3 separate regions of the Gossypium hirsutum genome follow, and all the other regions are linked to region 3. Evidence: chromatin contacts called from public Hi-C data. All regions are on one chromosome and are shown on one strand. Each heading gives the region's core, a stretch centred on a gene start, on an enhancer-like site or on the middle of the called end of the contact. The rest is flanking DNA. Distances are from core to core; before and after follow the strand shown. Region 1 overlaps LOC107921512 (ferredoxin-dependent glutamate synthase, chloroplastic). Region 2 holds the start of LOC107921109 (BTB/POZ domain and ankyrin repeat-containing protein NOOT2). Region 3 holds the start of LOC107921508.

Evidence for each region. A called contact is a pair of places that touch in the nucleus more often than the background predicts.
Region 1: a Hi-C map of leaf shows a contact between it and region 3, with 2.9 times the contacts expected there. The contact joins the enhancer-like site here to the promoter of LOC107921508 in region 3. A contact is called at or near these places in 17 of 34 Hi-C or Micro-C datasets (anther, callus, fibers and 4 more).
Region 2: a contact with region 3 is called in a Hi-C map of hypocotyl, with 2.4 times the contacts expected there. The contact joins the promoter of LOC107921109 here to the promoter of LOC107921508 in region 3. A contact is called at or near these places in 13 of 34 Hi-C or Micro-C datasets (anther, callus, hypocotyl and 3 more).

The regions. Positions count from the first base shown.
Region 1 is chrD01:60,496,648-60,500,245 of Gossypium_hirsutum_v2.1, reverse strand. LOC107921512 (ferredoxin-dependent glutamate synthase, chloroplastic) reads right to left here. Exons shown (of 34, transcript XM_041087544.1): 32 at 3,423-3,501; 33 at 2,644-2,727; 34 at 1,126-1,754. The coding sequence ends at 1,593. Among protein-coding and RNA genes, the nearest start is that of LOC107921512, 32 kb to the right of the region's middle. Within about 2 kb of position 1,490, at least 2 of the 9 cell types and tissues checked have an H3K27ac peak or open chromatin away from gene starts, as enhancers often do. A contact at or near this core is called in leaf, where this site is marked.
Region 2 is chrD01:60,535,372-60,538,990 of Gossypium_hirsutum_v2.1, reverse strand. LOC107921109 (BTB/POZ domain and ankyrin repeat-containing protein NOOT2) reads left to right here and starts at 1,428. Exons shown (of 2, transcript XM_016850981.2): 1 at 1,428-2,217; 2 at 3,108-3,619. The coding sequence starts at 1,744.
Region 3 is chrD01:60,668,012-60,671,901 of Gossypium_hirsutum_v2.1, reverse strand. It overlaps LOC107921508, which reads left to right and starts at 2,016. Exons shown (of 1, transcript XM_016851353.1): 1 at 2,016-2,342. The coding sequence starts at 2,016. The coding sequence ends at 2,342.

The DNA of each region.
Region 1 (3,598 bases), core at 241-2,740, 170 kb after region 3:
CTCCCATTCCCGTCGAAGGAAGCTAGCAATTTTATTATTTATCAAGTAACTTTGGAGAATTTTGTAATAAGTTTAACCCTCATTTCTAGTAAAAGGCATTGCACATGCCCGAAAATTACACTCCAAGTAAGTCTATTTATTTTACTTTTTTTATTTCTTAGAGTTAAATAATTGATTACTTGGCAAGCAAGTGGCTGATACAAATCAATAAAAATATTTGCAAATGCTACATACTTGCATGTCAAGTAGTTTGAGTAGGTCTTAGAAGAATTAGCTTGCATGCATTGTAAGATAGTTGACTAAATCTTAAGAGGTTTAGAGTTTCTTAACTTGCAAGCCAATTTTAAACTATATATAGGAAGGCATGATCGCCATTAGGATATGTACCTTTGTTTTTGTTTTTTTATTATTAATAAAATTACTCAAGAGAGTTTTTCTTTCAAGATTCAATTATTGTTTGAGCTTCAAAGATTTGCAGCAACTCAACATCAAGCTTGCAACTTTTAACACTCTAATTTGCTAGGTTCATATTTTAGAGAGTTGGTTAGAATCCTATGATTATCTTTGTTCGTTACTCAACCAAAAGGGGCGTGGGAACACTAATCTATCATTTCAATTTCATCCTTATACCTTAAAAGGGCATTTGATCCATAAAAAAGATGGCAGCAGCAACTCAATTAATGAATCCTAACTTACAACTTAATTGCTAAAATGTCTTTGGTTGAAGTGACAAACTCCGACGTTATCCTCACAGCTCTAATCAGGAAAACATTTACAGCAGCTCCCTTGGTTCTAGGTCTCATCATTTTTTTTACATTTAAAGCTCTCAAATACTATGTAAACTCATCCAAGTGGTTGCCCCTTCATCTTGTCCAAGTCTAATCCTTTCAAATGGACCTTTTTTATTAAGTCAGTTTGATTACTGATAAACTAATATAATACACATTATCTAAAGCCAAGCCAAAATACCCTTAAATGGAAGCTCTTCAAACCAACAGATTCCATTTTGACCTGTTTTGCACTTATTTTTATAAGATGGATGCACAATTAGCATATCATGGTAGTAGGATAATTGCCATACAAGATAGTCATGTCCTCGTCCATTTGGGCTCTGTGAAACTAGTATTCAGACAAATTGGCATCGCAAGGCTTTTATTTTCAGTTGGCTGACAGAATAGTGAAGATAAAAAATACACTTTGACCCAAAGTACGATAAGTAATGGCACTGAATACGAGCGTAGAACAAACCAAGTTCAATTGGATGGAAAAAGGGCAGCGAGTAGCGTGCCACCCAAATAAACCTTGGACAATATTATGAAAACTAAACTAAACTAAACTAATCTGAATCTACAACTTTCAAGCATGATGACTACATAACTGCTATAACACCTGGAGGTTGAATGCTTTCGGATGGATTGACAAAGACCAAATGCTGACACCATATACTACCGAAGTTCTTCCTCTCCCCGCACTGAACTCCCACAAGCAAGATAGCATTCATTCACGACGCCCACAACAATCCCCTTTTGGTTGATCTGTACAGTGTGGGGCAAGAATAATGCTCTAAGAGAACATATGGTCTGATCATTAACTCAGGCTGACTGCAACGTCACCTTCTCCGAAGCTGTGCTCTGATACTCAGCACAAGCCTCCGGGGTATCTTCTTCACTAGGTGGAACCAGCTGCCAGAACAGTGATAGGTACTTGTCCCATTCAAGCAAAATCATAGAGCCTTTGGCACTCCCAGTTTTTTCCTTCACCATGAAGATTTAAAGTAAGGACATTGTTCAAGAAAATAAAGGCAAAGCACATAAAGAACTTATACCGCAATAGAAAATCCGACATTTGTAAAAGTAGTTTTTAAAGTTAATGGCAATAATCATTACATGAGATAGTATTGATATTATAATCGTAGTCTTCAAATTGAAAAAGAGAATGTCCTTGATTAATTCACTCAGAAAATAAAGAAAATCAAAGTGTTTTCCGTAATATAAGAAGCAGCAGGGGATAAAATTACAATTAGCAAAAATCATAATAAATGACTATATATTTCTATATTCATATTACTGATTTATAGCCTAGTGTATTCAAGACTTCATTTTCGTTTGGAAAATCTAATACGAATTTTGAAACAAAAGAATAGAATATACATGTGTGCATATATATATATATACATCACAATTCAGCATATAAAAGAAAGGTATTATTGATGTGTTTGTGACAACTATTTGCTAATGGACAAATCACTTAACATTAGTAGGAACAGATTTTGTTTGAAGAATATACTATACAAAAAAACTGTTAATCATCACGATTTCAATATTTAATCTTTTGGGAATCTTGAATTTTTAAAATATTACTTCATATAAAAGAAATTCCTATAAATTTTAACAGCATTTTATACTCGAGGTTTAGATTTTTGAGGGGGGCAGATTAGTTTTCATGTACCATTTGAAGAGCCTAAACTAAATTCACCATGTACATAAGAGAATACTAAAACTTAGCCAGACCACAGTCTTAAGTGGCTCTGCCACTGCCCACTTGTCAGCAAGCAGTGGCTCTTAACCTAAGAAATATGTGACAAGTCAAAGTGTTCATTGTGCTGGTTCATTATGATTGTTGGACAATTCAAGGTGAACTTACAACATGGGCCTCGATAAGGCTCTTAAGCTGCATCTGTCCAACAGGGGCAGTTACTCTTTGGATCTTCACAATTTCCTTATTTACCTGATCAAACATTTATAAAATTGTAAAGATGTGAATCTGAAGGAATATTGATGGAAAGCAAATGGTAATAGTATGATATATTTTTCTCATAGATATTTGATCAATTAGAAGAACCAGAACAAAAACATTACTTTCACTGACTTGCATCCCTATAGATTATACTTATGTGCTACAATTGTCAAAAGTGAAGCAAGCAGACTGGAAATGTGCAAGAGGCCTTCATTGCAAAATCTATGAATCTAATGCTTTGGCTAACAATTGGAAACCTCTAAACTAGAGGAAATTGATGTTCAAAAGGATATTTTTCTTCTTCTTTTAGTAGAGTGTGGGGGAAAAGGAAGTATTCCAAAGTTTAGAATCTAAGAAAAAATATATCAGTAATAATAAGGTGAATTGAAGTAGAAAGAAAGGGGAGAAAAGGCTAAAGCATTAAAATATTTTATAAACTTTGTGCGTGTCTCATGTGACCACATTCTGTTTCAGAGCAGCTGAAGAAATGGGACACAACTGATGACTGATGGCATGCAATTAGTGAAGAATCATTTCCTATGGCAGCAGAGAGGTCTCATCACTAATTAACCACAGCATTTCTAGAAATTATATTCAAGGATGCAAGATTGTTAAATACTTTCCAATGTATAATAAATTAAGAAGCCAGGATATAAGAGAGGAAGATGGGCCACTTCTGCTCAAACCTTGGGCATTAGAGTATCATCCTCATCAAGCATGTATGCTAAACCTCCAGTCATTCCAGCAGCAACATTTCTCCCCACTCTGTCAAAAATAAATGCAACATTCAAAGAATTACATCAATTTTTTTTTCTTTTTTTTTGGGGGGGGGGGGTGGGGCTAATTGGATTACATCAAGTAG
Region 2 (3,619 bases), core at 179-2,678, 130 kb after region 3:
GGTGGTTGCATAGGGTTATGTTAAAAGGGGAGACAATATGGAGCCAACGTAGCTTTGACCTTTGAAATGTTTGGTAATTTATTAGGTATACATAGATTTATGTATTTGTATTTTACATTAAAGTTTGTCCTTCAAAATAAATTTATATTTTTGTTTATAAATTAATATTATGTGTTATAGGTTGAAAAAAAGGTTAAATTTATATTATTGCTTTTGTTTATAAATGAATTAACTAATTTTTAACCACTAAATTTATTTTCAGTATTTTAATTTAAATTTTTTGAAATTTTTGAATATCACTTTCGGCCCAAATAAAATTATATTTCGTGCGTAAAACGAATAAAAACATATATGATTATAAAAAAAACAGAGTATTTGAAAATAATTTCTTTTATATATATAGAAGAAGCATTGTTAGAAGTTTTACCTAAATACAAGTTGAAGGCTCAACTCTCAAACGAGAGTTGGCATTTTTTTTCCCAATATTTTTTCAAATTACATTATTTATTATTTTATTATATATATGGATGTATATACGTATTCAAACATGATGAGAGAGTTGAAACGGATAAGAAAGATTTATAAAGGAAGATTAGATTCCATTTGACATAAATATTTTGGATAAGTTATAAAATTAGTCATTTTTGTTTGTCTCACATTATATTTTAGTCACTTACGTTATCGTTTTGTTATGAAGTAGTCATTTTCCGTTAAGTTTCATTACCTCTTTAACGACAATCTTACGTGACAGTTCAAATGGGTTTTAAATGCCAACTTAGATGCCCAACTGGGATGTGAATAGTTTTTTCAATCAAAATGGAAAAGAAAACTAAAAGAAAAAGAAGAATGATTTTTTTTCCAGTTCAAGGTGTACTTAATTTAAATTTTTTAATTAATTAAATTTAAAAATCTATTCTCGTCTCAATTGGACATCCAAATTGGCATTTAAAACCTATTTAGACTGCCACGTAGGATTGTCGTTAGGGAGGTAGCGAAGCTTAATGGCAAAGTGACCACTTTGTAACAAAATGATAACGTAAATGACTAAAACGTAAAAAAATAATTTTTTTAATTTACCTAAATATATTATAAACTAGGTTAGTTTAGTTAGTTGAAATACTCTTAAATTAAGCTTGATTTGTTTGAGAGCAAAATAAGATTAATTTAGTTGGTTTGGTAGAGAACATAAATGCTGCTAATAGGTAAGTTGAGTAAAATTATAATAGTAAAACACGAGGTAATGATGAGGACAATTGTAACAAAGTTTTTCCATGTATCCCATTCCCATCATCATTTCTCCAGCATCCTACCCTACCCCCATGTATTATTTTTAATAGTATAAACAAAAAACAAATAGTTTCTTTTTGTTCTTTTAATTTTCCAATAAATAAATTGTGTATTTTAAATAGCTCAGCCGCCCCAAACAGCCACCCATGTTGCTCTCTCTCTCCCTCTTTCTATCTCTAAAGTTTTCTCTTTTCTCTGTCTATCAAAAAAAATATATCTCTATCGACAAAAACCCACACCACTTCATCGAGAGGAAAGAATCTCTCAATACAAAAACCAATTACAGTAACCTCCGTTTCTTTCAAATGAAACCATCATCTAAATCCCTACTTATTTCTCTAACTTCTTCTTCTTCTTCTTCTTCTTCTTCTTCGTGTACTTGATTCAACAACACACTTGTTTATCCAAGAAGAGAAGATTTTTCTATTTGTATTCCTCTGGGAAAACAACCCTAAAATGAGTAGCCTTGACGAGTCTTTAAGATCTCTCTCCCTCGACTACCTCAACCTCCTCATCAATGGCCAAGCTTTCTCTGATGTAACTTTCAGTGTAGAGGGTCGGTTAGTTCATGCCCACAGGTGTATTTTAGCTGCAAGGAGTCTCTTCTTTAGGAAATTCTTCTGCGGACCTGATCCTCCAGCTGGTTTAGACCCGGTTGGTTCGAGGATGAACCGAGGAGGCGGATCAACAGCAGGGTCTAGGCCCGGTGTTATACCCGTGAACTCAGTGGGATATGAAGTGTTCTTGCTATTGTTACAGTTCTTGTATAGTGGCCAGGTCTCTATTGTGCCTCAAAAGCATGAGGCAAGGCCTAATTGTAGTGAAAGAGCGTGTTGGCATACACATTGCACCTCTGCCGTTGATCTTGCGCTTGACACTCTTGCTGCCGCTAGATACTTTGGTGTTGAACAGCTTGCATTGCTTACTCAGGTTTCCCTTCCCTTCCCTTCCCTTCCCTTCCCTTCCCTCTCTTCGTCATCAATCATCATCAACATACCCTCACAAACTACTTTCCTTCTCTCTCTTTTTCTGCTGTCTGATTCTTGATTCTTGTGTGTGTGGAGTCTTGTTACTCTTTGTGTTTTGGGTTTTTGGGTACCCAGACAATAACTAGGCTTGGTTTTTGGGAAGTGTAATTTAATCTTTTTTTATTGAAGGGATTTTTTTGTAATCTTATTAACATGAAGATGATGATCATCATTATCAAACCGGGTTTCTTTTTCTTTTAACGATTAACTAAACACCTTTTTGTTCTACATATTTCCGATCCTCATTTCCATGTTTGTAAAGTAGTTGGATTTTATCCTCTCAGTTCATTTAGGAACTCTCTTTTCTGCAAAAACACGGAATTTTTAGTATTTTTTTTCGTTATTTTTTCTGCAGTTTTCTCCTACAGCGCCTGATTCTACCATTAATTGCTTCAGTTTTCTTTCACTGTTTTTCTTCATCGGTCATCTGGACTTCTCCTTCTACAGGCTACAGTTGATGTTGAAAAGATTTACTATTTTCTTGCGAGTAAAAAGAAATGTTGTTCAAACGATATTCATTGTCAAATAACCCAGAAAGAAAAGGGTTTATTTACATGTCATGTATAATCATATTTTCTGGTTTTCTTGAATTGGGTTTCTTCCATCTAAATGCTCCGCACCAAAGGCTTTCTAAATCTAGATCTTGATAATATCTGGTAATGGCTTCCCTCGTAAGCACATAAAATCTTTCCCAAACACCCATCGCTTTGTTTAGCTTCAACCAATGGGAACGAAGACTCTTTTCATTTCCATTTACCAAAGCTGACGCTCTTTGTTCTCTTCGTTTCACAGAAACAATTGGCCAGTATGGTGGAGAAGGCCTCAATTGAAGATGTTATGAAAGTACTAATAGCTTCAAGAAAGCAAGACATGCACCAACTTTGGACTACTTGTTCCCACCTAGTGGCCAAATCAGGTCTACCACCAGAAGTTCTCGCCAAACATCTGCCCATAGATGTGGTGGCCAAAATCGAAGAGCTGCGTCTCAAGTCATCTCTAACAAGACGGTCCTTAATCCCTCATCATCATCATCATCATCATCATCATCACCCCCACCCCCACCATGATCTCACCGCGGCTGCTGATCTTGAGGACCAGAAGATTCGAAGGATGAGAAGGGCATTAGACTCTTCGGATGTTGAACTAGTCAAGCTCATGGTGATGGGAGAAGGTCTGAATCTTGATGAAGCTTTGGCTTTACACTATGCTGTCGAGAACTGCAGCCGGGAAGTAGTTAAGACCTTGTTAGAGCTTGGTGCGGCTAATGTTAACTACCCGGCGGGGCCTGCAGGAAAAACCCCACT
Region 3 (3,890 bases), core at 767-3,266:
GAAACTTGTTAAATTTGCAGTGAATGCACACTAGTTTCATATAATAATGAAGTTAAAAGAAAAATGTTTCAAAAGCTTGTAGCAAACTCTATTATCTATTCATGTTTCCACTTGCTTATTTACTTTCTAAAACTTTTGTCATTATCTTGCTTTAACACTAAAAGGTGATATGTAATTAACTTCCTTTTTGGGGCATAAAAAGCACTTTGTGCTTTATTAAAGCAATTGCCAAAAGTTAGGGAGGACAAGCCCGAATGGGCAAATTTTTCCTTCTAGAGAACGACTTGCCTAGAGTTGTCTTAAATTTAGCTCTTAAATTAAATTTGCATGTTAGAATCCAGGAAGACTGGGAGACTGAGACCCTTTAAGAACAATCGAAGGGCCCTCAACAAATGTGGCGAAGGCCCAACACTTTTACTTCACTATAAGAGTAAGACTAAGGGACAATGGGACATTAGATGCAAGGACACTTGGTTCCTCACTTATTACACTTGAACCCACGTCGGATTCTGATGATTGTATATTTGTTTTATATTTTAGCACACTTTCACCTTTGTGTCAATCTTTGTTTTAGAGAAATATTACTAGTTTTCTAGTGTTATTTTGCATGTTTTAGAATTTAGGTATTTATTTGTTAATTTTCATCATTTCAATTCATTCATTTCTTTCTTTCTTTTTATACAATGCAATTTTCTATTCTTAACCCTCTAAATCCTTAAATAAAAGGAAAAGTGTAAACGCTCAAGCTCACATCTTCCTTATTATCGCAATAGCATTGATGTCAATTGAATTAGCGCTCAATCAACTTAATGCATTTTTCTTTATTTTTAATATGTTGCAATTATTGTGTAAGTTAAGAAGGATGTTAAATGAAAATTATGGAGAAATAAATGGCAAGCACTACGACTTGAAGGAAGCAATGTCACGACAACATAAAGGAGCAAATCCACCTGGTTAGTGGATAAAGTCATGACTTCCAAGCTTTTTATGGCATTCTTTCTTCCAAACGCCGCAAAACGAGGTTGCTAGTAGCATTCCCTTAATAAACACATCTAAATTTTTAAAATTTATTAAAAATTGGTATTTTTTAATAATACAATCCAATCATATATAATTTCACATATATATAATATATACTATATAATTCATAGATAGCAAAATTAAAATATTTTATACAAAGCAATTAAGTTCTAATACACTTAAAAAATAACATACATTAAAATATTTTAATGTATCATTCATACACTAAAATATTTTAGAAAGCGTTCCAAAGCACCAATACCCACATTTAGGGGGTTGTGTTTGTAGAAAATTGGAGAAGTTGGACATGCAAGGTGGTAAATATGATTATGTTAGTGTCTCAAGGGTTGCAAAGTCTTTCTTTTTCATTAAGAAAGTCTTTGTCAAAGTACTAGGGAGATTGTAAGCTTTTTAGTAAAAGTAGGGGGCTAGGTTTGTTAGAGTTTGTTAGCTTGAGTCATGTATATAAGCATTGCTTGGTTAATGAATTTTGATCATCCTTCTCCATTTTCAGTTTTTATGCCTTCAGTTAGCTCTTTGCTGAAACAATGGTGGTATCAATAACCTTTTTTCTTGAGGGACCTATGAGAGAAGCCCTGTGAGAATCATGAGAGAAAAACTAAGAGATACACTTGTGAGGAATTGAGAAAAATGGAATTAGGATCAAGCAACCTGTCTATTCTAGCCCTACTTGTGTTTGATGGAGAGAATTATCAAACATGGGCTATGAGAATGCAAGCATACATGAAGGGTTGTGATTATTGGAAAGTTGTTGAGGAAGACTATGAGGTGACTCTACTTCTCAACAATCGAACTATGAACCAGATTAAACTGCATAACGAGAGAACCACCAAGAAGGAAAGGCAAAAGAAAACGCTTGCTTTTAAGCTACTATTTCACCAACCATATTCAATAGATTTATGGCTTTTGGATCAACAGAGGAGATATGAGACTACCCCAAGGCTAAGTATTAAGGAGATGAGAGGATTAAGAGCATGGAGCTTTTGAACTTGATCAGAGAATTCGAGAGGCTGCAGATGAAGGAGTCTGAGTCAATCAAAGAATACTTAGACAAGCTGATAGATATTGCTAACAAGGTAATGGTTCTTAAGACGAATCTCTCTGATCGTAGACTAGTGCAAAAAAAACTAGTTTTTGTGCCTGAGAAGTATGAAGCAACAATTTCTTCTTTGGAAAACACCAAAGACTTGACTCAGCTGAGTGTAGTGGAGTTGATCAGTACTTTACAAGCAAAGGAGCAGAGGAGGCTATTAAGGCAGGAAGGAAGCATAGAAGGAGCATTAAAGGCTAAGATGCAGTAGGGTGAAGGAGGAAAGGACCATAAGTGGAATAGGAAGAAGAGTAGTGGCAATAGTGGTTCAGAAGTTACTACAAAAGGTAGTGGTGTTGGAAATTCCAACAAGTACTCTTCATATAAGTATTGTGGAAAGCAAAACCATCTCTATTTTAGGTGTTGAAGAAGGCCAGATGTGAACTGTAGAAGGTGCAACTTGATGGGGCACATTAGAGGTTCTTCAAGGAAACAAGAAATCAATAGCAAGATGGAGCACATGTTGCAGTTAAAGAAGAAGAGGACCAATTATTTGTACGCATGATTCATTGAGTTAATTGGGAGCTTAGGTTAGCCTAAACACATATCCTAAGTTCCAAATGTAAGTGTTTTTATACCTTTGCCTCATTTTGAAAAATGGTGTTCATGTGATGTGTGATTGGATATGAGATGTGATAATATAGCAAGTAATAAGTGAAAATATCAGTATATGATAAGTGGTTTACTGGTTTAATGCACATCTATGTGAACTAAAATGATTGTGGCTCATTGAGCATTGTAGTGGCACTTGTAAGTGCATCAAGTGTGAATGTGATAGTGATGTGGAAATGATGAACGTGAATAGAGAAATTGTGCATAAAATAGTAACTAAACGTGCATAAAAGAGGATACCGGAAAAGTACATTATCGGGCCCCCGTCTTAGTAAACTGAGTCATAAATAATTATTAGAAGTAATTATGAGTTTAGTTTAGTGCTTAATTACGTATTAATTAGGTGAATTTAGTCTAATTAAGAATAATTAGGAAAAATGATCAAATTGAATAAAGAATGAAAGTCTAATTATAGATTAAAAGAAAGTAAAAAGGGCTAAAATGGCAATTAAGCCATTTATATAAAATGAGGCGGCATACATGCATTAAAATCCAAGATTTATTTAAGTTATATATAAATATTACATGTATATAATTATTATAATTATTGACCATTATTATGGTTTTATATTATTATTATCATGATATTGTATTTGTGCCAAATGAATGATGATTAAATAATACATGTGTAAAACATAAATATATACCATTGTAATATATTTTTATTTGTATATTAAATAGATACTTATTATTTTAAAGATATTTATTAGATAAATAATTAAATAATAATAATTATTATTATTATTTTTACATATTGTGAAATGTTAAAATAGTGACAAGTGTATGGTAGTGATAATAAACACGTGTAAAATACATAAAAATACACTTGTAATATATTTGTATATTTTCTTAAACAATAAGCAAAAGATATTTATTAGTTATTAATATATTATAAAATAAATAAATAAAGAAAAATGTATGGTGATGATTTAGTACAAGTGTATTAATAAAATACATACATTTGTAATACTTATAATTAATTAACTAAACATAAAGTAAAATAAAACAAAGCAAAAGAAAAGAAAGAAACAGAATAGACGGAGAGAAACAGAGAAGAAACATGGGAGAAAGAAAGAAAGAAAAAGAAAAAGAGAAAGAAAGGAAAAATTAGTGTTTAAGGTTTTTAAGCTTTAAAGGTAAGTTTAAT